2 separate regions of the Mus musculus genome follow, and region 1 is linked to region 2. The links are chromatin contacts, called in public capture Hi-C maps. All regions are on one chromosome and are shown on one strand. The core of a region is the stretch at or near the end of the contact, and the rest is flanking DNA. Distances in the headings are between cores, read along the strand shown. Region 1 has its middle 14 kb from the start of Ralgds. Region 2 overlaps Rxra (retinoid X receptor alpha).

Region 1 (5,744 bases), core at 2,421-4,920, 780 kb before region 2:
CAGTGAAGGTGTTGTCTTGCCCCAGAGGAGAGTGAAACAAAACACCAAAGCACAGGAAGGCAGGGGAGGTGGCAGCCAGGCTTTCTGGGAAGCAGGCGCCCTTTTCCTTAGAACAAGAGCCAGGTGCTTGCCAGAAATCATCTTGCCCTGAGATGCCAAGTCAGCTCTGGCTCAGCACAAGGACCTCCCTCTTTCCTGGCTGGCCAGAAGCAATTTTAGGCAGTGGGTCTCTGGCCACTGGCTAACTATAGGTTGTTCTGGTGCAGCTTGGCCTGAGCAGAGACACCCGCACCAAGGGACAGCGGAGAGCTGGGAGAGGCTGTGGGTGAGGGGAGCCCACAGCCAGGCTCTTGTGCTCAGCAGGCCATGGCCATCCAGGGTTCAGGAACCACAGGAATCAGGACAAATGGGCCCTTGTGGTGCAGGAGACTGTTTGCTGTGCCAGGGACACTGCGTGCCCAGAGCTGCCACCAGCCTGCAGCTCAGGGCTGGGAAGTAGGACTGCCCTTTCAGAAGGACCTCCCGAGTTGCCCTGACCTAAAGAGGGCTTCAGACTCCATCTAGATGCCAGGAGATGGCAGCGCTGGTGCCTGCTGCCCTATTTCCCACAGAACTTTTCCAACAAGGAAGTTACCCAGCCTGGGGGCTGGTACTGCTTTGTCCCACCCCCGAGCTACCTGCTGGCTCTCTACCCATCCTGATTTTGTTCCTTCTTTGGTGTCTTTCCAGAAGTCAAGACTCTCAGATGCTCATATCTGGGAACCTAACAGAAGAGCAAACTGCCAGTCCCCCTTTCCTGTTGGGGCCTGCCAGGGGCTACCTGGTCTCCATGCCCACAATATGATAACAGAATGACCATGCACGCCAGGCACTGTGTAGAGCACTTCCTAGCCACTGAAATGCTGGGTAAGCTGAGAATGATGAACATATGAACAGATCGGAGAATGGACACTGAAGCAGCTGAGTGTGAAAGCTCACCTTCCTATCCCACAGCTAGGATGTGACAGCCCTCCCTGCCTCAGCTACTTGTCCCTTCACATATACACTGGCCCAGCCACCTGTAGGTCTGTTAGGTCTGGGGACACACATTATTGGACCACAGAAACAAGGGCCTGGATTTGCTCAAAAGTGGGCAAGGGTGTCCTGAGGCAGGGAGATGTCCCGAGCCACCCCAGCAGCATGCACACAGAGCACACACTGATCTGCACCCCACACAAGGCAGCAAACGATGCCGTCTTGAAGGCCCAGAGACCTGGGAAGAGGCCTGAAAGGCACAGCATTTTCCCCACACAACTACCCCACAAGGACAGACTGTGACCCGGTGGCTCCCTCCCTCAGTGCCTACATCTATAGCTTCTGTGCCCAGCACCTGTTCCTGGCAGGGCTGCCGGGAGCAGTGCAGGAAGCCAGGGCTCTGTGAAGGGATTTCCCAGCCCTGGTTGCTAGGAAGGAAATACTCTTAGAATCCCAAAGATGTTGAGAATACGAATCTCAGCCCCTTCCCAGGGGACACCACCTGCCCACATGCTCCCTCCAGCCTCTGGTTGTCACTCTGGCCACTCAGGGCTGCTCCAAGCCAGGTGAACCACCTTGCTTTTAAAATTAAAGTCCAATCTTGAGCATGGATGTTCAGTTCAGAGGCCTGAAACTGGCCCCGGGGAAGCAGTGGATGACGGCAAGGCCACGTCAGATGGCTCAGACAATAGACCCCACCTCCCGGGGTCTGCGTGGGAATATTTGTGGATTCAATTCAGAGCCTGCAAGTGTCCTTGCCTGTTGCCTGTTCTAAGAGCTGTCCCTTCTGGAGAATCCTGTGGCTATCTGCCTTCAGATACTCCCTGTACCTTTGGAAGGCCTGCTTGTGTGGTGTCAGGTGTCTGAGCACCCTCATATACACTTTAAGTCTTTAAGCCTGCAGGGGAGGTCATGAAGGCTTGGGGTTAAAGGGCTAAGTCAGGATTCTCATCTGCCTGGCTTCATCCTCCTCCCTTCTGACTTCCAGACAAGCCAGACCTGCTAGCACCTCCCCCTCCTTGTGACAATCAGGGCTGGGCCACAGTCAGGCAAGGGTGGATTCCTTTGCAATGGATTTCTTTCAGGTGGGGAGAACCCCAAGGACTCAAAATCATTTCTTCTCTGCCCTCCCAGTTTGAACTTTTGTTTTGTTTTATTTTGTTTTTTGAGACAGGGTTTCTCTGTGTAACCCTGGCTGTCCTGGAATTCACTCTGTAGACCAGGCTGGCCTTGAACTCAGAAATCTATCTGCCTCTGCCTCCCAAGTGCTGGGATTAAAGGCATGCGCCACCACTGCCGGGCCCAGTTTGAACTTTACTGGGCTATCTCACCTACCCCCAGTCTCTTGGGACATGTCACCTCTAGGGTCAGGATGGAATCCGGGAAGAGACAGAAGAGGAGGTAGGTTACACAGGCCCACCTCTCCTCATCTCCTTTGGCAATAAAGGGCCTTGGGCAGTGCTCAAGGGCAACGGCTCAGCCCTCTTCAGGGGAACAGACTCTGGGTTTCAACTCAGAGGAGGCGAGCAGGGAGAGGACTCAGTCCTCTCACCCAGCCCCGCAAGAGCAAGAAGCCTCAGCTCCTTAATTATGCACCCAGTCTAAGGGCAGGGCTACAAGGCCAGTCCAGGAGGTAGCCAGAGGCCACCTCTTGCTAGACTGTGTCCCTGAACAGCCTTCTTCCAGCACAGGGTTGGGCTCCACAAATGAACATAGCAGCACCTAAGGGGATCTATAGTTACCTATTCCCTTGCAGGGAGGCCAGGAGTGGGAATTTCCTTGGAGAAAGGGAAAGGGGAAGGAGAGAGAACACAGACAGGTTCTGAAGGATGGTAGCATGCACCTTTATCCCAGAACGTAGGAGGTAGGGGCAGGCAGATCTCTATGAGTTCAAGGCCAGCCTGATCTACATGGTGATATTGTTCTAAAAAATATACAAACAAACGAAAAAACACTGACTGGCTTAGCAATCATTTCAGGATATTTAATACTAAAACCTCAAGCCCAGTGTCCAGCTGCCCAGACTGTGTGCTGGAATCCAGTTACCTCAACCTCAAACCCTGGAATCTACCAGCGGAGGCAGGCAGACTCAGCCACGTGCAGGCCCTGGGCCCGATTTCCCACATCCCATGCAAGTCCCCAAACGTGACATAACTTACGGGGCAGTATTGATGTTTAAAGTGGTGAGCACACAGGGAAAGGGACAGATGAGCCAGAGATGGAGAAACAGGTCAAGAGGAATTATGCTGTGGTCAGCCGGCTAGTTAGTCTCAAAGTTGGTTTGAGACCACAGCCTTGTATTCCAGGAGCTCCAGGGGACTCTTGGTCTTTGCCACACCTGGGATGCTGCCGTGCCCCAGGACTAGGGAGTCCGGGGCTACAGGGTATTTGTGTTGTTAAAACATCGTGCCTGTCCCTCTGGAATGGCCGGCACCAGGCTACAATTGACTGTACAGCTGATTCTGAATCTTTCTGACATTCTACCACTGTCCAATTGTCACTCGGATATCTAGAAAATGGCATTGGTTGCTAAGGGACTGGCCTGATGGTAGGCAGCTGCAGCTTGGGGTAATAGGAAGAGGGAGTAGACTGGGGTTTCTCTCAGTAAGGATCCTGGGGCTGTGGGCTGCTAGGCCCTATATGGAGGTGTGGGTGGATCAACCACAGGAGGTAACCACTCAGAGCTAAGAGCCACACACAGGCGGTGGGAAAGCCCCTAGCCGGGAGTCTTCCTGCAGGTATTTTGGGGGACTATGGTTGCTAAGCAACTGTACTAGGTTGCCATGGGAACTCTCCCTTCTTCTGGGACTTGTCATTTTTATGGAGATGCCACATTCCTTCCCATCTCTACCTCCTCAGGCTGTCTCAGCTACCTGTAAGGGGCCCTGGAGGCTCCCCAAACCTACCTTTGCCTACAAGGAAGCCACCTATCCAAGAAAGTACTATGCCTCTAAGACTCAGTTTGGGGGTGTGTGTGTAGGGGATTCAGGTCTCACAGTGTACCTCAGGATGACCTTGAACTCATAATTCTCCTGCCTCAGCTGGGATTGCAGTCGTGCACCACCCCGTGACCCTCTAAGAGAGGATTCTCTTGAGGTTCAAGACCCAACACAGAAAGCAGAGTTGAGGCCCTCATTAGAGTCAGGGGGATGAAAAAAATCTGTCTAGCTTGGTTTGCATCTCCATTCCTGCTAACCACCAACTCAGGCTCTTCCTGCCTTGACAGGGCTCTGACCACTAGAAGCCCAGTATAACTGGAAGGCATTCTCCGCCCTAGCCCTGGTGCCTGGCCCCTCCCTGGCTTGTCTGTAAAGGAGTGTCACCTGGGGCTTGCCATTACCCAACCAGGGGTTGTCCCCATGCCCAGCCAACCAGTGTTGGCAGCAGGCCATGCTGGGTAGACATGCCTCCTCTGGGACAGGCTAAGGCTAAGGTCCCTGCCAGCCATGTGTTGTATAAGCAGCTCACCTTTCCCTAAAACTACTTCTTGTGGCCTGTGGTAATAGGTAGGGGAGCTGTCTGGAAACTGCAGTAGGCCAAGGCAACTTACTGGTGACGAGCCAGAGGGAGGCAAAGTCCAGGCCCCAAGGTGTGTGTGTTGGGGAGAGGGGGTGGGGGAGAAGCTGAGGTCTCCTCAGTGGTTACCAGCAACACCCTGCTGCTCGCCTGCTCTCATTCTGATTTCCTTCAGTGTGTGTCACCAAGGATGACTCCTGACCTGTTTACAGTTTGCTTTGTCTCCTGGCAACCAGATGAGCTTTTGTGGAAACTCGGGACAGGGCAGTGCAGTACTGAACTTCCACACCAGAGGTTACAGCGCCACCTGCTGGTGCTACCATTGGTGGCCTTCAAGCCTTCCTACACAGGTGAAATTCTGCCAGATCCTAAGGAACCTGGCCTTCCCTATAACCCTCCTCACAGGCTCAGCTGTGTCCTTCCAAAAGCCCTTGGGTCCTGCAGATCCAGGCAACACAAGGCTAGACTGGGATGGGGTCAGGTCAGGGCTCACTCTCTCACTCTCACACACTCTCTCTCTCTCTCTCTCTCTCTCTCTCTCTCACACACACACACACACACACACACACACACACACACACACACACACACACGATGTCCTTACAGTAATGGAGACAACCAGACACAGACACACAGAGACACAGACACACAGAGGCAGCTGTGTGGAGGCAGAGGACTACAGACACGTTTAGGGGGATTTAAAGCTAAGGACTACAGCCATGCCAGAAGCTGTGGTTCAGTGGTGTTGATGCCTTGCTTTTAGGCTTCTGTCCTCTAGAACCACGAGAGATTTCTGTTGCACAGGGTCATCCAGTATATGGCATTCTGCTAGAGCAGCCACAGGACACTAACACAACGTACCAGGCCTGTCACCTTTTTGTCACCGTCATGCCTACCTCGCTGACTCTTGTCTCGCTCCCTGTCAGCTTTCTGCACTGCTCTTCCTGCTTTCTCTCGTGTGGCTGACCTATGAGATGCACAAGCACATGGATGAATGGCTCTCCAGCTCTGCTACTTCACCAAGTTCAGACAACCGTAAAAGTCAGAAGCTGGGGAAATGGCTCAGAGGTTACAGGGCCAGGACCTCCACGACTCAGGCAAATGCCTGATGGCTGTGGCTATCCAGACAGATATAAATCTAGCCTCAAAGGATAGAGACGGAATCTCCAGAGCAAGCTGGCCAGCAAGCCCAGCCCTATTAGTTGAGACCCTGC
Region 2 (5,970 bases), core at 2,151-4,650:
ACTGGAGCAATGGTAGAAGGGTCATGTTAGAGCTAGAGAGTCCCTCTCTGGGGTCAGAACTCTAGTGCCCGCCACATGCCAGGTGTGCTAGTAGCCTTGGCTTTCACAGACACTACTCCCTTCTGCTGGCACACAGTACCTAATCTGTCCATGCTCAGGCGTCAGTCTGAACATATCTCTACATGGAGCCATGCTCACCACCCAACACTGGGTCAGGTACCAGCTCCCAAGCTCATGCTGACCAAAGCCAGGGACTACCTGTTTATCTGGTGGTCCATTTCAGGAGATGGGAGCTCATACCCAGAGATCATTAACAGTGCCCATCACCAGGAATAGCACTGAGAAAGAGTGCACTCAGGGCTGAGCTCAGCTCCTGAGAGGCTCATACAGCCTCAGGTCCACCTTCTGGCCGAGGCCCACCCCAGATCTACCACTCAAGGACCTGTCCTCCAGAGGGTATGCTGTATCAGCTACTCCCAGCAAGTGCTCCCTTGAGGGCATGTCCCCAAGGACAGACAATGTACCCCCTCCATTGGCAGAGCACTTCCTCCCTTTGCTTTCTCACTATAGAAAAAAAAGGGAGAGCCAGAAGCTGGGATCTAGCTCAGCTAGACAACTGTGTTATGACTTGGCCCCTAAAGGCCATGGAAACCTCTTATAGAGGTATTGTACCAAAAGAAGGGGTCACTGTGAAGAGAAAAGAAAACTCTAGCACTGACCCTACTCAGGAGTCCCTGAACAAAGGCGACTGAAGAGCTGATGGGAAGGTAGAAGGACACACAGTAGGCATTGGTTCCTATGCACAACCCAGACAGAGGAAGCTGGAGGGGCAGTGCTGGGGACAGCGTGGTATAGAGCCTGCCTCAGAGAGTGCCCAGCCCTGTGAGGCCCAGGCCTAAGACTGATGAAGGAATCTCACCCAGGCACCCATATAGACAGATATACAAACATACAGACAGATACATACACCCAGACAGACAGACAGACAGATACACACACACACACCAAACCAGAGAACTACTGTCCCACATGGAGGACCAGGAGGACACAGAGTAGCTCAGGAGGTCTAGCTATACAGCTTGACATCTGGGACCTCTGGGGAGTCACCTGGACTTGTCACCTAGCCTCCCGACCTCATACATATACATCTTGCTGATAAAACAGGCTCAGAATCCTGCTCCTCAGAGGACCTGTAGGCTAACAGGTAACCCTGCCAGGGATGAAACTGCAAGTGGCCTTGAGAAGAAGGGAAGCCCAAGATGACCCTCACCTGAATTCAGCAGGCTCTGGGAGATACTTGGTGGTCTCTAGGGGCCCCTTCCCCCACTCCAACCCAAATGTACCTTATCTCATGAGCCTCCCTTGCCATCTCCTCCCTAGGCAGGCAGAGATCATGTAGGTACCAAGCCTCTCTTCCCACCTTCCTCGCCCCCACTTCTGCTTCCAGCCTCCTCTGCTGTGCTTCTGGCCCGGTGCTTGCTCTCCAAGCCTCATCTGTCTCCAACACTGCTGGCTCACCCCAGCCATACCTCAAGAGTCTTGTCCTAGGAGCCATGCTGCCAGTGGGACAGACCTGGTCTATCTTGTCTGTTCTAAAATCCTAAAACCTAGCCACACAGCAGAACAGGGAGAGTCTGGTTGGGGAAGGGCTGGCGTGAAGGCAAGCTATCCAGACAGCTGTCTTAACAGCATAGGCCAGGGGCTCTGCTGAGCAGGAGGCACACAGAGAAACCTGCCAGGCTCTACCAGAGTCTGGCAAACTGCAAACTGCAGGCCTGGACTCTGTATGCAAATGCCCCCCACATAAAGAATGCTGAGGAAGGGACAATGGAGGCCCCCTGATGAGAAGAGCATGCCAGGCAGGAGGGTGTTCAAAGCCTACCTTCCCGCTTCATGCCCATGGCCAGGCACTTCTGGTAGCGGCAGTACTGACACCGGTTCCGCTGTCTCTTGTCGATCAGGCAGTCCTTGTTGTCTCGGCAGGTGTAGGTCAGGTCTTTGCGTACTGTCCTCTTGAAGAAGCCCTTGCAGCCCTCACAACTGTATACCCCATAGTGTTTGCCTGCAGGGTGGGGGTAGAGGATGGGTGAACTTAATGACAAGGCCCTCTCTCACCCACGTGTCATGCTGCAGACCAGGGCTCTGTATCCAGGTTTTAGAGTCCTTGTCTGGGCTCAGGCTGGACTCTGATCCTCCCTGTTCATCAGAGAACAGGTCCACCGCTACTACAGATTGGCGCTATGGGTCAGCAGCCCTGAGCACAGCATCCCCAACAATGGTGGTCTTGTGCTCTCTGTGCCTGAGCTATTGTGCCCTGGAAGAGGATGGGCACTATTCTCGGCTCAGGCTTGGCCCAGAGTGGAGGCCAGCAGACACTGCACCTCAGCCATCCATGCCTACATCTTCTCTTGGCATACCTCTAGACCACCCTTCCCATCCTAATGTCCACCTCACTTGAGGACAAAATGAGACCCCTGGAGCTCCCAACCCACCCCTTATTCTATCAGGCACAAGGGGCTACCCTGGGCTCTTGCTTCTCTGTACCCAACCCAATGGAAAAAGCTAGGGAGACTCAGTGAGCTGTGCCCAGGTATTGTGCCCCTGCCCACCAGGCATTCCTACCTGAGGAGCGGTCCCCACAGATAGCACAGATGTGCTTGGTGAAGGAGGCCATATTTCCTGAGGGATGGGCAGGAACCTTGAGGACGCCATTGAGGCCTAGTGGCGGCTTGATATCCTCAGTGCTGCTCACAGGGTTCATGGGTGAATTGAGCTGCAAGAGGAGGAGTGGGGTAGGTTAGCCCTGGCAGGCTGGGGATGGGCACTAATGAGAGCGGGGTCTCCTACAAGGAAAAACTCCCCTCTACAGAGCCTCACTCAGGCCAGAACAGCTACAAGCTAACAGGACCATCCTCAGAGTACCCCCTCATGAGAGCCAGGCCACTGCAGGGTACCAAAGTCCTTACATCTCAGTGATCCCAGCACTCTCGGCACCATACAAGAGGCTCACTTACTCCCCACCACCCACCAAGGAGCTACAGCTGCCATTTAACAATGTGCCATGGGCCCTGGACACATGAGAGCCCGGGCACTCGGCACTCCCCCACCACCCGGGTGAGGACAAGAGGCCCAGGTTCAGGGCTGCAATCAGGCTGGACTCCTCCAGAGTCACACATATCCCCACCACCCTGCATGACAGTGGTATCTGGGGGCAGAACAGGAGAGGAAAGCAAGTGGACACCCCAGACATCAAGCCATAGGGCCCATGTGGCTATCTTGGCCTCAGCACACCCCTCGCCTCTCCCTGCCCGCTGGCCGCCAGGGGCAAGCGTGGGAAACTCACCCTGTCACCCAGGCAACAGCTGCAGCGTCGCAATGACACAGCAGTTTTGGTTCCGCAGCCTCCAGCCTAGCTCTGCAGTAAGCACAGGGCCCAGAGGCGCTTCCCTCAGCCTGCCTATCTGCCAGGGCGTCAGAGCCCGGCTGGGTAGTCCCCCCACTTCTGAAAACCCCTGACAACGGCAGAAAGCCAGCTGTACAGTCCGCACTGGCCTTGTATAGCCCCTGCTGCCCCCCTGCAAGGGGAACCTCCCCGCCTTCCTCAGGGCCTCCTGCCCCATCCCCCACCCCTTTCTCACGGGGCAGGAAAAGAGCAGATTCTGCAGCCCTAGCTGGCCGGCACTGTGACACAGACTGTGAGGTTCAGCAAGGATACCTCATCCCGGTTAGCTTTAGGGGGGCTGCTGGGGAGCCTGGAGATCCACACAGAGAACCAACTCTGAGTGTGTCAGAGGGGGTTGTCAGGACGTGGAAGGTCTTAGCGGCAGGCAGGCCATCTCACTGCAGAAGAGAGCAGCAGTCCCTGTGGTGTTCACTGGCTGAAGGCCCTATGTAGGAATCCTGGGGCGGCAGGGAGACGGGCGGCAGGGAGACAGCCGGCTTTTGCTGGCAAGACTGTACATCCCTCCACTCCACTCACTGTATGGGAAGCCTAACCCTGCAGGTTTCTGGAGGTCTTGGCTCTGGGCAGAATAAACAGCTTGGGGCCCGTGAAACCTGATGTCAGGGCAGAGCAGAGGTTGATCTGTAGCACCGAGCCGGCCCCCACCCCCACCCTGGCCCCGAGAGCTCCACAGTAGGCAACGTGGGAACCCGTGACTTGGAAGACGATTTCTTTGCCCTTCCCAGATTTGAGCTGACGGACCAGGACAGTTTCTATTCTTTCCTTCCTCAGCATCCCCCACGAACCACAGCCCCATCGTCCTGGGTACTTCTGACCCATCTTTCAGGAGACCCAGGACTGGGCAGCCCTCGCTGGAGCCCGAAGACTCCCTGGGTGGGGGCCATCCCATTTCCCCTTTCATATCCTTAGCATTTATTTCAGTTCCACCCCATCACTACTGCACCTGGGTCCCCACCTATCTCTCAGGCACCCTGTCTTCCACTCCTACCTCACCCTGTCCTCCCAAGCCCACTCAGATGAGCTATCCAGAGCAGACCTGCTCTCATGCACTGCACGCTCCCCACAGCCCCGTTCCCCATCTGCCTGGCTATAGCCATCATGAAACACACGCTTACAAAGTCACTGCAGTTCCCACAGTGCGAGATCCTCCCCGTAAATCAGGACAATCAGAGGCCTTGATGCCTTGCTCTCTACATCTGGGCAGTCAGAAATGCTTCCCAGTTGTAAATTACCCAGGGAAGCCAGCATGGACAGACAGACAGTGGGGTCTGGGAAGTAGTGGGGAGCATCCCACTGGGCCCTGTCTTAGTAGAGCCCCCAAAACACATGAGCCACATCAATGGCTTGGGCACCGGGTGGCTGTGGCCTGACATAGCAAGGAACCTCATGGAGCCGAGAGCCAAGAGGGGTCAACACTGAAGCCAGGGAACTATGGAGATCAGCTCTTCATTTACCCTCACTACTCATGGCTTCCAGAGCTAGCAAGGGTACAGAGAAGCTATGATAAAAAAGAGCATGGCCATGCCAGGGGAGGTGGCTGCATGATCAGGCCTGCTTCATGCCTGCACACAGGCAGTCATGCCAGCAGCACCTCAGGCCTTCTGTCTGCTTCTGAAAAGCAAGGTGGGGAGCAGGGGACAGTGTAACAGATTGCTCATAAATAACACCCTAGCCCTTCTATGTGTTCAGATGCTTGGGTTAGCTTGCAAACACACACACACATACACACACACACACACACACTAGGGCAAAGGGGCTTATATGGAATCGACCTAGAAAAAGCAGCCAGATTGTCTGGAGGAGAAGCTTAAGAGGCTCAGACCAGTCTCAAGAGGCTACCTGGTGAGGTGTAAGTGGTCTCTCTACACACCCCCGGCACCAGGAAGGGGGGCACGGATGTCATGGCTCAGGGCACAAGGCTTTGGAAATCAAGGGACACAAAGGTGCTGTTGGCCCTCTGGTTCTAGTGAGGATGGTTCCAGGTATGCCACAGGGAGGTGGCACAGCAAAGCTACTGGGGGTGGAAAACAGAACCCAACCCGAGAAGCTCAGAGCAGAAAGGGGATCCCTGACCTGTTTCAGAAAAGGTAAAAGGAACCCCAAGGAGCTGGTTTTCCAGATGCAGAGTTTCGTGTACGCCAAGGACAAAATCCTGTTAGAAACTCACCAAGACCCTCAAGAAAATAGAAGCAGGGTGAGGCTCTATAAGATATCCATCAAGCATTCAGGGCTTGGGAGGAAGAGGCTGAGCAAGACCCCTAGAGTGCCCACAGCAAGACGAGGGCTCTACCAAGCCCACAGAAAAGGAAGTCACGTCTTGCAGATAGCCACCATCCACAGGGCCACAGAGAGCCAGAGCCCATGCAGAGGCTGCCGCCAGGGGCCTCTGTAGAACCTAAGGGTGGGTTCCCAGGACCAGGATGTGCTTTCCCTGAAGGCCTGGGTATACTGAGGCCAGTGTCCCAGGAAGAGGAACCTATGAGCCCTCAGGGACCACTGGAAGATGG

What was found. Capture Hi-C pulls out chosen DNA fragments and counts their contacts.
Region 1: a contact with region 2 is called in a capture Hi-C map of embryonic stem cells, with 2.2 times the contacts expected there. The contact joins two enhancer-like sites. A contact is called at or near these places in 1 of 39 promoter capture datasets (the C10 cell line) and 1 of 9 other capture datasets (embryonic stem cells).

What each region holds. Positions count from the first base shown.
Region 1 is chr2:28,516,432-28,522,175 of GRCm38.p6, reverse strand. It overlaps a transcript of Ralgds not described here. Among named protein-coding and RNA genes, the nearest start is that of Ralgds, 14 kb to the left of the region's middle. Within about 2 kb of position 3,670, at least 227 of the 459 cell types and tissues checked have an H3K27ac peak or open chromatin away from gene starts, as enhancers often do. A contact at or near this core is called in embryonic stem cells, where this site is marked.
Region 2 is chr2:27,737,856-27,743,825 of GRCm38.p6, reverse strand. Rxra (retinoid X receptor alpha) reads right to left here. Exons shown (of 10, transcript NM_011305.3): 3 at 2,623-2,773; 4 at 1,883-2,062. Among named protein-coding and RNA genes, the nearest start is that of Rxra, 64 kb to the right of the region's middle. Within about 2 kb of position 3,400, at least 214 of the 459 cell types and tissues checked have an H3K27ac peak or open chromatin away from gene starts, as enhancers often do. A contact at or near this core is called in embryonic stem cells, where this site is marked.